2 separate regions of the Mus musculus genome follow, and region 2 is linked to region 1. Evidence: chromatin contacts called from public HiChIP or PLAC-seq data. All regions are on one chromosome and are shown on one strand. The core of a region is the stretch at or near the end of the contact, and the rest is flanking DNA. Distances in the headings are between cores, read along the strand shown. Region 1 holds the start of Cntn4 (contactin 4). Region 2 overlaps Cntn4 (contactin 4).

Region 1 (5,249 bases), core at 786-3,285:
ATACCAAGACAGGCAGTTAAAGTCGGGGAAAACCACTGTTTTTGTTTTTATTTTAAGTGACAGGAGGGGGTGAGTAGAGTTTAATAAAGCAGCAATACTCATGATCTTAGTGAACTAGGTTTTTGAAACTCAGCTATGTTTCCTACTGCCTACAAACTAGTGGAAATTCCCAACCAGCTCTGAATGAACTCTAGATGAAGGCGCCAGGAGCAGATATAGAGAGAAATCTGAGTTGGCTCTTGATCACCCAAGGCATGTCTGTAGTCTGATGTGATGCTCTTTTTCAAACCCCTGAACAGAGACAGATAAAGCCTGCTCCCCAGGAAAGCTTGAAACATTGCTTAGGAATCCCCCGACCCCACCCCCACCCCCATTTACAGCTGCTTGTGCTCCTACTGTGCTAAGGAGCAAGAACCAAAGAGCTCCGTATGCCAAAGCATCTAAGCGCTCAAAGCGCGTTTCAAATTATTCTATGTAGGTGTCCAAACGAATCAGTCCTGTTGTGTTTGTTCCTTGAAACATCCAGCGCCCGTCACCGTAAATTACTGGAAATGCCCACGCAATTAAAAAGTACCTGTATTCTGAAAAACAAGTCCCGCCCCCGTATTGGTTCCTGTAGGAAACTAGAAAAAGTTCAGCGAGGGGACTCACAGGACCTGCCTTACAAACAATCCTGTAAGGTGCCACCAAGATCTGGCCTGCCATCCTCCAGGCACTCCACACTGCCAGGATTATCAGTTACACTGATTAACCAGGTCACAACCTCCGCAAACCTTTGCCAAGGGAACTTAGTGCCTGAGGCTCACAAACCAGCCACCTTATCTTCCCAATGCTCTCCGCAGCATCCTTGCAACAGCAGGAGCACTGTGCTACAGAATGTGTTCATGCATCAGGTTCTGCTTGGTTAAGGAGACTGAGGAGCCTACCTGTGTCCACCTAGCCCACGCCTTTCAGTTTTAGTAAATATATAGACACTAGAGAAAGGTAAAGAGCAGAAATGAAGGAAGAATTTTGAGAGCAAAAGGGTTAAGGGTTGGCATTTAAGGGATGCCTGAAGCCCATCTCTCTTGCTGCTTGTACAGCAGCGGCTAAGATGCAGTTAGTTACCTTTGCCTTCCCCAAAGAAACTGAACACCCTCCCCTCCCCATAAGCTATTGGAAATACATGCTGCACCTACAAGCTGTCAAGTGCCCTCCACAACACAAGAGACCTGGTCAGTGTTGTTCAGTGCGAAACAATCACTGTGCTTTGCAAAGAACCATGCACTGTGTGGGCACTCCAAAAAGGAGCGTTTCAAAAGGGATCACTCTATCATGAGTCCCAGTCTCCGGAGCCCTGATGTCCAAGTCCCTTCAAATTTCAGCCCAACTTCATCTGCTCATACTAAGGGTTGCACCCAAAGGGTATGGATACCCAGGTACCCACAGCATTAAAAAAAAAAAAGAAAGAAAAAAAAAGAAAAAAAAAGAAGAAGAAAGAAAGAAAAGAAAAGAAAAAGAAAAGGCAAGAAGGCGCCCACGGAGCAAAGGCGCACAGAGAGGGCAATCGCGTGACCCAGCTGAAGACGCTGATTTTAAAGGTTCTGGATGCATGTTCTGCTATAGGCTCTTCGGTTGGCGGTCGTAAGGCAACGCAACAAACTTCTTTTCGCAGTAATAAAGGAGAAAACTGGTCGCCGTGAGGTAACAGTGTCATCCAGGGGATGGGGGACTGCTACATGCCAGGTAGAGTTTTCTCACCTCCTCGCAGCCTCCCGGACAGCCCTGCAGGAGCGACAACCCTGGGTACTAATCTGTCCATCCCTAGCCCTTAAGGACCATGCTCTTATATCCCAAGCCACAGACCAGGGTGCCTGGGACAGTGCGCTCCAGAGTCGGGCTGGACTTACCCAAGCACAGCGCCTAGGAGAACTGGGCTTGCTCCACCGCCAACGTCCGAAGGTCCCGGCGGAGTGGCAAAAGCTCCCTACTTGCGACCAATCCTGGTTATGAACCTTGTGCTCTGTGGCTGCCGCGCGTTCCTCTCCCTCCCTGTGCTGGTGGCAGCTCTCAAAACCCGGCGCACCTGAGTTCAGGCTGCAGCGGTTCCTTTGCAGCCACTAGCGGAAGACTCATAGGGAGGGGGCGAGACAAGGGGAGGGCGGGGGCGGGGGCGGGGGGGAGCGCTCAGTGGAGCTGGGCATGCTCAGTGAGCCACCAGAGGCAGTGGACCCTTAGGCGTAGCACCTGCACCGCCCTGCCCTGGGGAGGCGACCCCGAGTACCCACGCGGGACACTGGTAAAGGGGGCATTGTTGGACATGACTAGCTCTGTCTGGTTCCTGGAGAGGGACATAAAGGGTGTGTTTGTGCTAGGGTACAAAGAGAGGATGGCATCTTCCTTTGCCACCGGAGTATTGGGGAACTAGGAGGTGCGACCGGCCTTTGGCTTCCTGCACAGTCGGAATCCGGAGGATCTTTAAGGTGGTGTGGCCGGGAATACCACCTCTGGGCTGAGAATCGCTTCGCATGGGTTTGGGATGAGCGGTAGTAGTGGACTAGACAGAGATGGCTTTAGGGTCGGTTTTATTTGCTTATTCTTAGGTCAAGGACATCGGCCAGACAGTGATAAGGACAGGAGCTGGTGTCTTAACCGGAGCAACAGACATTCAAGCTGAATGAGGCTGAATGAGCACAGAAGGGGGAAGGGGGAAGAGGAAACACTTGCGATAAAATAGGTACAAGGATCAATATGTGGTGTATGGGGGCATACTAAAAGCGTCGTTATTCAAAAGCAGGTGTAGCAGTTAATGACAGTCCTGTGGTCATTACACAGGGCTCTACGTTTCCTTGCAGAAATGGCTCCCTTCATCCCAACTCTAAATTTTGAAGTAGACATCGAGACTGGGAAGGAAGTCTGAGCCCCCTTGATCCCTGTGCAAAGGCAGAGGGGAGGCAACTCAGTGGAGCACATCTGGAAACCATTTACAGTAATCCCAAGAGAGACTGAGTTTTCTCTCCCTGGGTGGAAACAAAGCCCCCCGGGAATTTTACAAAACCCCAGCCTTCCAGTGCATGTCTCAGCAGATCAGAGCTACATAAACAACTTCTGACCATTTACACAATCATACAAACCTACCCTGACATCTCCATTATGTGGGAAAGATGTTAACTGGAAAACTATTTTTAAACTACTGTAGTAAGCAAACACTCCACTCCTCTAAACACATGCGGCAACCTCCTTAATTGATATAAGTGATTTTGTTGTATCTTTAGTCTCACTTTTGGGTTATTATTGGTTTTGATTTTTAACATAATTCATTCTTGAAAAATGAGCAAATGTTAATGAGGGAATAGCTATTACAGGTGTTTCACGGTTTCTGAAGTTAATGCTGGAAGAAAGAGCCCCTGACCTCATTTTCAAAGTACTTAAATCTAGAGACAGACTTAAGCCCCTCCCCTTCTCTCATGGGAAGGAAATTTCACAGAAAAGAAAACTTGGTAGTGTATTTTCCCTGGTGAATTATTAAAAATGAATGGTTTCTAGTAAGTTTGATGCACCTGCCTGATCCATGATTCTGATAACTTTTACTGCATTGCTTTACTTTATACTATATATATGTATATATTAATAAAGTATATTATATATACATACATATTTCTCTTTTTGTAATTTTTAGATTAACTTTTATAACTAGCATACAAAACAAGTGGATTAATTATTGCTTTTACATATATGTATTGAGTATTTTGTCCTGTATATGTCCTCTCACTACATTCCAGAATCCCTCTGTTTCCTTCTTACACCCAAACATCCATAGTCTATATTCTATTTTTAACTAAGTCACAGGTACACACAAGTGCATGTGCGTGCACGCACGCACGCGCGCACACACACACACAGATTCATAGATAGATAGATAGATAGATAGATAGAGAGATAGATATAACTTTTATATAGGATAGTCAGCAAACGCTGATAACAAAAACTGCCTAGCTTAGGAGAAAAACCTTCTTTTGTGTACTCATACACTCAGCATATGCTGAGAAAACATGGTATCATGACATTTTAAGCTCAATATATAATTAAGGCCAGTACAAAAAGGAGAGGAGAAAGACTGCCAAGCTGCTCCTTCAGCAGGAGTAAAATTGAAATAATTTTCTAAGTGTTGTGACCAGTATGAGAAAACTCCCGTGACTGTGTCCCTGAATTTCAGCTCTAAATGTTTCATTCGTTCGTTCTCTTACCTTTAATTCTTTCTCATGACTGTGACTGTGTGGGAGGCTTTGTACTCTAGCAAATGAAAGGAAGCTCAAATATGACCATGACTTAGTATCTGCTCAAGAGATGACCATCTAGTAAGGAAACCAGTGTGTATCTAGAGAGACAGATCTGGGTCGGGCTGCTGGGATGTCAGCTAACTGATAAGCTGGGGGCTGGGGATCTTTCTTTCCAGTGGCCTGCATCTAGTTTAAAATAAAAGCAATAATCCAGTCCCGATTTTCCATCCTGCAGGGAAGAAGCAAAGCTACCTCTGCCAAGAAAGCCAGCTTCTCACTGAAGCTCTCCTGATTGGGGAGTGTTCCTAAGAGAATCAGCCTCTGCCAGGAGATGGAAGTGGCTTATTTTGAAGACAACATCCTCACACGTGTGTGTCCCTGTATATCTGGGACCCCCAGCTAAGTGTCAGTTCCTTGCTCAGAGAACCTGTGATTGGGATTCTCTGGGGGGAAATGTTCAAAATGAATCAATTATCACCACCAGCAGAGAGTTCAATACCACTGTACAGGGACCCAGCTTTGTATTAGTGCATGAATGAATTACTGGTACTCATGTCATTTGCAAATAACCATCATTATAGCGCAGTGGAAAATTCCCCCTACCCATTTAGTCTAAGTAGCACCTTAGCAGAGCATTGCAATAACCCTCATGGACCCTCCAAAATATTTGCACATATATGTTCAGATTAAGCTCCAGATAGTTTAATATGAGAGTATCTATTTGGACACAAGGTCACCCCTTACACTCATTAAACCAATCTGAATGAGGTCTGATAACTCTTAAGGGAAATCAGCACTTGAAATGCTTTCGACTTTTTGGAGACACGGATGGAATATATCAGCAGGCTTCGCTCAGCATGAGACAGCTCTGAAAACTCCAGAAAGGACATATCGCTGTCCCACCCCACCCTCAGAGTCGTTCTTCACACATCTAAGGCTTGTGGTGGGTGTGAATTTAATGTAAGGGGTGGGGGGAGTGGAGAACTTTAC
Region 2 (5,249 bases), core at 1,844-4,343, 940 kb before region 1:
CTGATGTGGCCTGGCCACTGTTCTTCTGTGGAAGGATCTATCATAATTAGTATTTAGCGCTTTTAACCAACTAAGTTTTCCTCCCTACTTTAGGTGCCTTGGGTCATAAATTGTGCTAATCCTATTAGGAAGGCCTTTAATTATAGCTTGGATATAATTGGTTCCAGTGAAAGACATCTAATTAGGTCAAAATGTATTTTGTTATAAGGGTCTAATGTTAAAAGCTTTTGTTGTGTGCTAGCAATCAGATGTCATTGCTGGTTACTGATTTCTGATTGATCCCCAGTCAAATCTTGACAGTGTTGAATAATTTTACACATAAGATATAGGCTGCATCAAATGCACTCCCCCTTCCAACTTTTTTTCCAACTAAAAAGATTATATTTCCACACTTCTCTCTATTCATGGGATAGTTGATATTTCTCAACGTCCCATGGAGTTAACACAGAAGATGAATTTTACACCGCCTATACTGGGAAGAAATTTTCTTTTTTCTATGTGTGTTGTCTTAGTGTTCCATTGTTGTGAAGAGACACTATGACCAGAGCAACTCTTATAAAGAAAAATAATGTTTATTTGGGGTTGGCTTATAGTTTCAGAGGTTTAGTCCATTATCATCAGGGTTGGAAGCATGGCAGCATGCAGGCAGACATGGTTCTGGAGGAGCCGAGAGTGGTAGATATTGACTCACGGGTAGTAAGGATAGACTGTGACATTGGACATAGCTTGAGCATAGGAGACCTCTCAGCCTACCTTCATAGTGACACACTTCTTCCAATAAGGTCATGCCACCTCACTGTTACTCCCTATGGTCAAGTACTCACACACACGAGTCTTTGTGATTTATTCCTATTCAAACCACCACATGTATATATTTATATGATCATACATAAACATATACCTCTTATACATGTATATATGTGATTGAGCTACTACTACTACTACTACTACTACTACACACACACATATGGGTGAAGGTACTTGAAGAAGCTGTTGTTTCTGAACATAAATGACATGAATGAACTTTTGATGAGATGAACAATGATCACTGTGTCTGGCAAGGAAGTAATCAATCGAATGTTCACTCAATCCCCAGAGTGCCTTCAGTGTGCAGGGTTGCAAAGGAATGCAAAGTTAACTTTTTATGGGAGTATATAAAGTCTGAATTAAGGCCTACAAAAAAAATCACTTCCTTCATAGGCCCTTGAAGTAATTTTTTTTTGTGGTTTTATTATGATTGTGATTCTATGTAATGACTTGTAATGACTTAAAATAAATGGATGAAAAGAACTCTTAAAATTCAGGTGAAATGATGTTAAACTGTTATGTTGGCCTATCTCAAAAGAAACATCACTGTATCAGTAAAGGAGCAGCCTAGGAAAAGTGTAAGGCAGAAGTCCAGCTAGACTAGGCTGCTCACAGTGAGAGGTTTGTGTGTTAAGGAACCCCAGTGACTGTCCTTCACGTTGTAGGATCTTCCTAGCCTACTATTTTTTGTTTTAATTATATGAAGCTCCACAAATCCTGTAGAATTAAGCTAAATGCATTGTTTACTGACTGGCCAAAGTTATTGTTCTGTGACAGGTGATAATCTATTGCCTCTCTGTATTTTCACTGTATGTCCAAATTATGATTCACTCTGATGACTCTGGGGTGAGACTAATGAATGTCTTGGGAAAGAAATCTCTCTACCAATTGTAGCTAGTCATCAGATAGGAATTTCCAGTACACAAGATTACCATAAGGTGCAAGCAGAACTGTGTATGGTCAGGGTAGAATATATATATATACATATATATATATACATACATATACATATATATATACACACACACACATATATATATATACATATACATATATACACACACACACATATATATGTCTCACACCAATCTTTAAAGGATTATTTAAGGAAAAGTTATCAAAAGAAAGGATCCGCCTATATACAAAGGATTGAACAGTAAATATTTAAGGCCATGGAGGCTAAAAGGCAAAGTTAATGTTTTAACCCAACTTTTTAACTCTACAATCTTGCTACAGTTTTAAAGCACAGTCATATAAACAAAATGTCTGCCTGACTTCTAAATATACTTTATTTATAAATATTGAAATATTAATTTCATAAAATTTCTACATTTAAAGATATCATGTTTCTCTCCCCTAACCAGTTGAACATGTGACCGCTATTCTTAGCTTTGGGGTAGACGTCAAAGCAGGCAGATGGCTGGATACAACCCACTGGTCGTGGTGTGCAGACTCAGACATTCTCTAGCTCAGGTAAGGACAAAGATCAGTTGCAATTCTCATTTGACATGCAGTGTTTTTCAGGTCTTATCCTTCAGTGAGATGATGCAGAAGGTTGGGGGCAAGGCCTAGAAGACCTGCATTCCCGTGAAGTCCTCTAACCAATTTTCACTTGCTAGGGGACATAGGCAAAGTCTTTCATTTGTAGGAGGATGCCTGTCAAAGCATAGACTGAAACCACTACCCACAGTTACACAAGTTCCCTTTGGAGGTAGTGAGACAAGATGACTGTGGTAATCATACCCATAGCCTAAAAGCCTGCATTTTATGTTGATCCCTGGAGGTGATCAATAGAAGATAGGGTTGTTATTACCATGGTTATCTTGTCCGTCCACACCCAGACAAACAACCTCAGGTACTCTGCCTTAGGCTTGAGAATTAAAAAGATTTGTCATATAAAACCTGTGTAGCTAAGGCACCCACCATGGAAAAGAGCACAGTGCTTGCTACCTCTGGTACAAAGATAAAATGTCAGTGAGTCCAATACTGCATGTATAGGTAGCTGCCATCCTCATAGTTCTTAATAACATTGATAATAATAAACATATACCTCCATTTAAAGGGTGCTTTCTGCTAGGATTGGGGAGTCTGACTTGAGAAGTGTTCTTGCTTAGAGTCAAACAGCGAACCAAATTCCAAGTGTACTACAACTAGCATAAAAAATAAAATCAGCAAAACTTAGAAATTCAGACGGTAGGAGGATAATCAAGAGTCTCATGGGCACCTGTCAGAATCCTGCAGCCTGGAAGCCTGCTCATGCATAATTTGAATATTTATCCCCTAGATGGATACTTGCCAGGGGTTTATTTCAAACCTCCTGTCTCATGTAGAGAATGTGTCCTCGTCTCCTCTACTCACTGATCTCGTGTCTGAAAATATCTACCTTCAGCCTCTCTCCAAATAACTGGGCCAGAGGTAGTGAGTAAGAGAATTGAATTTTAAACGAGTGGTTAATGACACAATTATTGTAAAAAGGTTAGGAGGAAAATGTGTTCTGATGTCTGACCTTCCCAGAGTTCTAATCCCAGACATATGAAGAGATCAAAACGAACATAAGCACATTTTAAGGTTAGAGAGCATCTTCTCTGATAAATCAGTCTCTTTGTAGATCTGGAAAGTGAATTAAAATATGGCAGTGTGCCATATTCCAGGCTAAATGGCTACGGTTGCACTAAAGGTGTGGGCTTGGAGCATTTGCTGGGGGACGAGCACATGGCACAGTTCATGCTGAGTTCAGAACGGTTTTCCTCTGCCTTTATTGTGCTTTATGGAGCAGATTTCTCGACTGTATTTCTCAGCTTATTTTAATGTCCTTGGTAGAAACTGGCAGAATAGACAGTCTTCACTACACATGGGCACTACTCCATAATACCACATGAGGGCTTCCTAACCACTTTGGACTGTACTTAAGGTAACAGGATTCTTATCTTTTGTGACCCTCCTGACCAAATGAAGTTCATAGCCTCACCTCCATATCATAACAGCACAGGAATCAGAGACCTGGGTAAGGAAGCTGATCTATCTGAGTGCCAGTGACCAAGTCCAGAGAGACCATTGAAGCACATGAACATCCAGTGGACGGTGGGTTTCTATGCTGGGACAACCTGAATTTAACTGTTTATACATGAGCATGTCTGCCTTTCTCTCTTCAAATTACCCACGTTCCTCCTCTGTCAGGCCTTCCTCTTACTCATATTGTTCTTAAAATTTTAGTGTGTGTGTGTTGTGTGTGTGTGTGTGTGTGTGTGTGTGTGTGTGTTTCCTGAGACAGTGTCTCATGTAGTTCAGGCTAGCCTCAAATTCTCTCTAGAGCCAAGACTGACCTGGCAACACTGACCCTCTTGCCTTAGCATTCCAAGTGCTGGTATTATAAGCATGCAGAAAATCTGGAGGACTTTGTGGGTATTTTTGTATGTACAAATATATATATGTGTGTGTGTGGTATACATATTTATATGTCCAGGTGGGCATGAATGTTGTACACATGTATGTGAATTTTGTAGGCAAACCAGATGCTGTTCTCTGGGAGCTGCCCACTTTATTTTCTTGGACAATGTAGGCTGAATGAGCTGGCTAGGGAGCCGCAGAGATCTTCCCTGTCTAGGAACTACATGTATATGTCACCAGGTAAACTATTGTTTTCCCAATACATATCAAAACACATAAATGATTACTAAAGTTAGAAACACTTAACTGTATTTATTATATCTCTTGTATTATACTTAAGGAATTATTGGCCATGCCTTATTAGATAGCAACAAATAAATTAGTTTATGAAGATAAGTAAAAGTTATTATCTCAGCAATATTTATATCTATATGTAATATGAGGTGGCCATGATATACTTCATTCTGGTATATTTGGAAGCTTTACTCTGTGATACTAAACAATAAGGCAGCAGAGAATTAAATGGTCGGTTGAGAATAATTTCTTCATCTTTCTGGTAGTATCTCCAGAGTATGCACTCTGATGAGAAGATACCCCACTCTCCACAGTGCAGCATGGAAATATGATGTCTATGGTTGTATGTCTATAACCTCTTCCCTACTTGCCTTTTAAAATTACTCTACTGGGTTAGAAACTTCATTAAGTGTTCAATGATATAGAATGTGTGATATAGAATGTCATTTTATTATAATATAAATAACAACTACATCAGGAACAATAACAACCATCACTATTCTCAGGCACCCATGCTTGCCACTTAATGTGGATCATCACAAATGCAGAAACCATGTACAGAAGCCAGCATGGCTATTATCTCCATATAGGCTACTAATCACATTCAAGGTCATAGAGATAATAAGTCAAAGAAATGAGATTTAAGCCAGATCTTTTCAACTTTAATCCTGGTCTTTAATCATAACTTAACATGGCATGCTAGTATTCTCTTATATCTGCATAAGAGGACCATCACTCTAACAGGGATGGACTTGACTAGT

Evidence for each region. HiChIP or PLAC-seq counts read pairs in DNA pulled down with a chosen protein or histone mark.
Region 2: an H3K27ac HiChIP or PLAC-seq map of SST interneurons shows a contact between it and region 1, with 10 times the contacts expected there. The contact joins the enhancer-like site here to the promoter of Cntn4 in region 1. A contact is called at or near these places in 5 of 39 promoter capture datasets (the C10 cell line, cranial neural crest, embryonic stem cells and 2 more), 3 of 115 datasets of contacts at active chromatin or transcription factors (SST interneurons, embryonic stem cells and forebrain) and 1 of 9 other capture datasets (embryonic stem cells).

What each region holds. Positions count from the first base shown.
Region 1 is chr6:105,674,531-105,679,779 of GRCm38.p6, reverse strand. Cntn4 (contactin 4) reads right to left here and starts at 2,035. Exons shown (of 26, transcript NM_001109749.1): 1 at 1,890-2,035. It overlaps Gm15631 (predicted gene 15631), which reads left to right and starts at 2,199. Exons shown (of 3, transcript NR_132434.1): 1 at 2,199-2,278; 2 at 2,583-2,716; 3 at 4,495-5,249.
Region 2 is chr6:106,619,820-106,625,068 of GRCm38.p6, reverse strand. The region is part of intron 15 of Cntn4 (contactin 4); the gene reads right to left. Among named protein-coding and RNA genes, the nearest start is that of Il5ra, 130 kb to the left of the region's middle. Within about 2 kb of position 3,093, at least 4 of the 459 cell types and tissues checked have an H3K27ac peak or open chromatin away from gene starts, as enhancers often do. A contact at or near this core is called in SST interneurons, where this site is marked.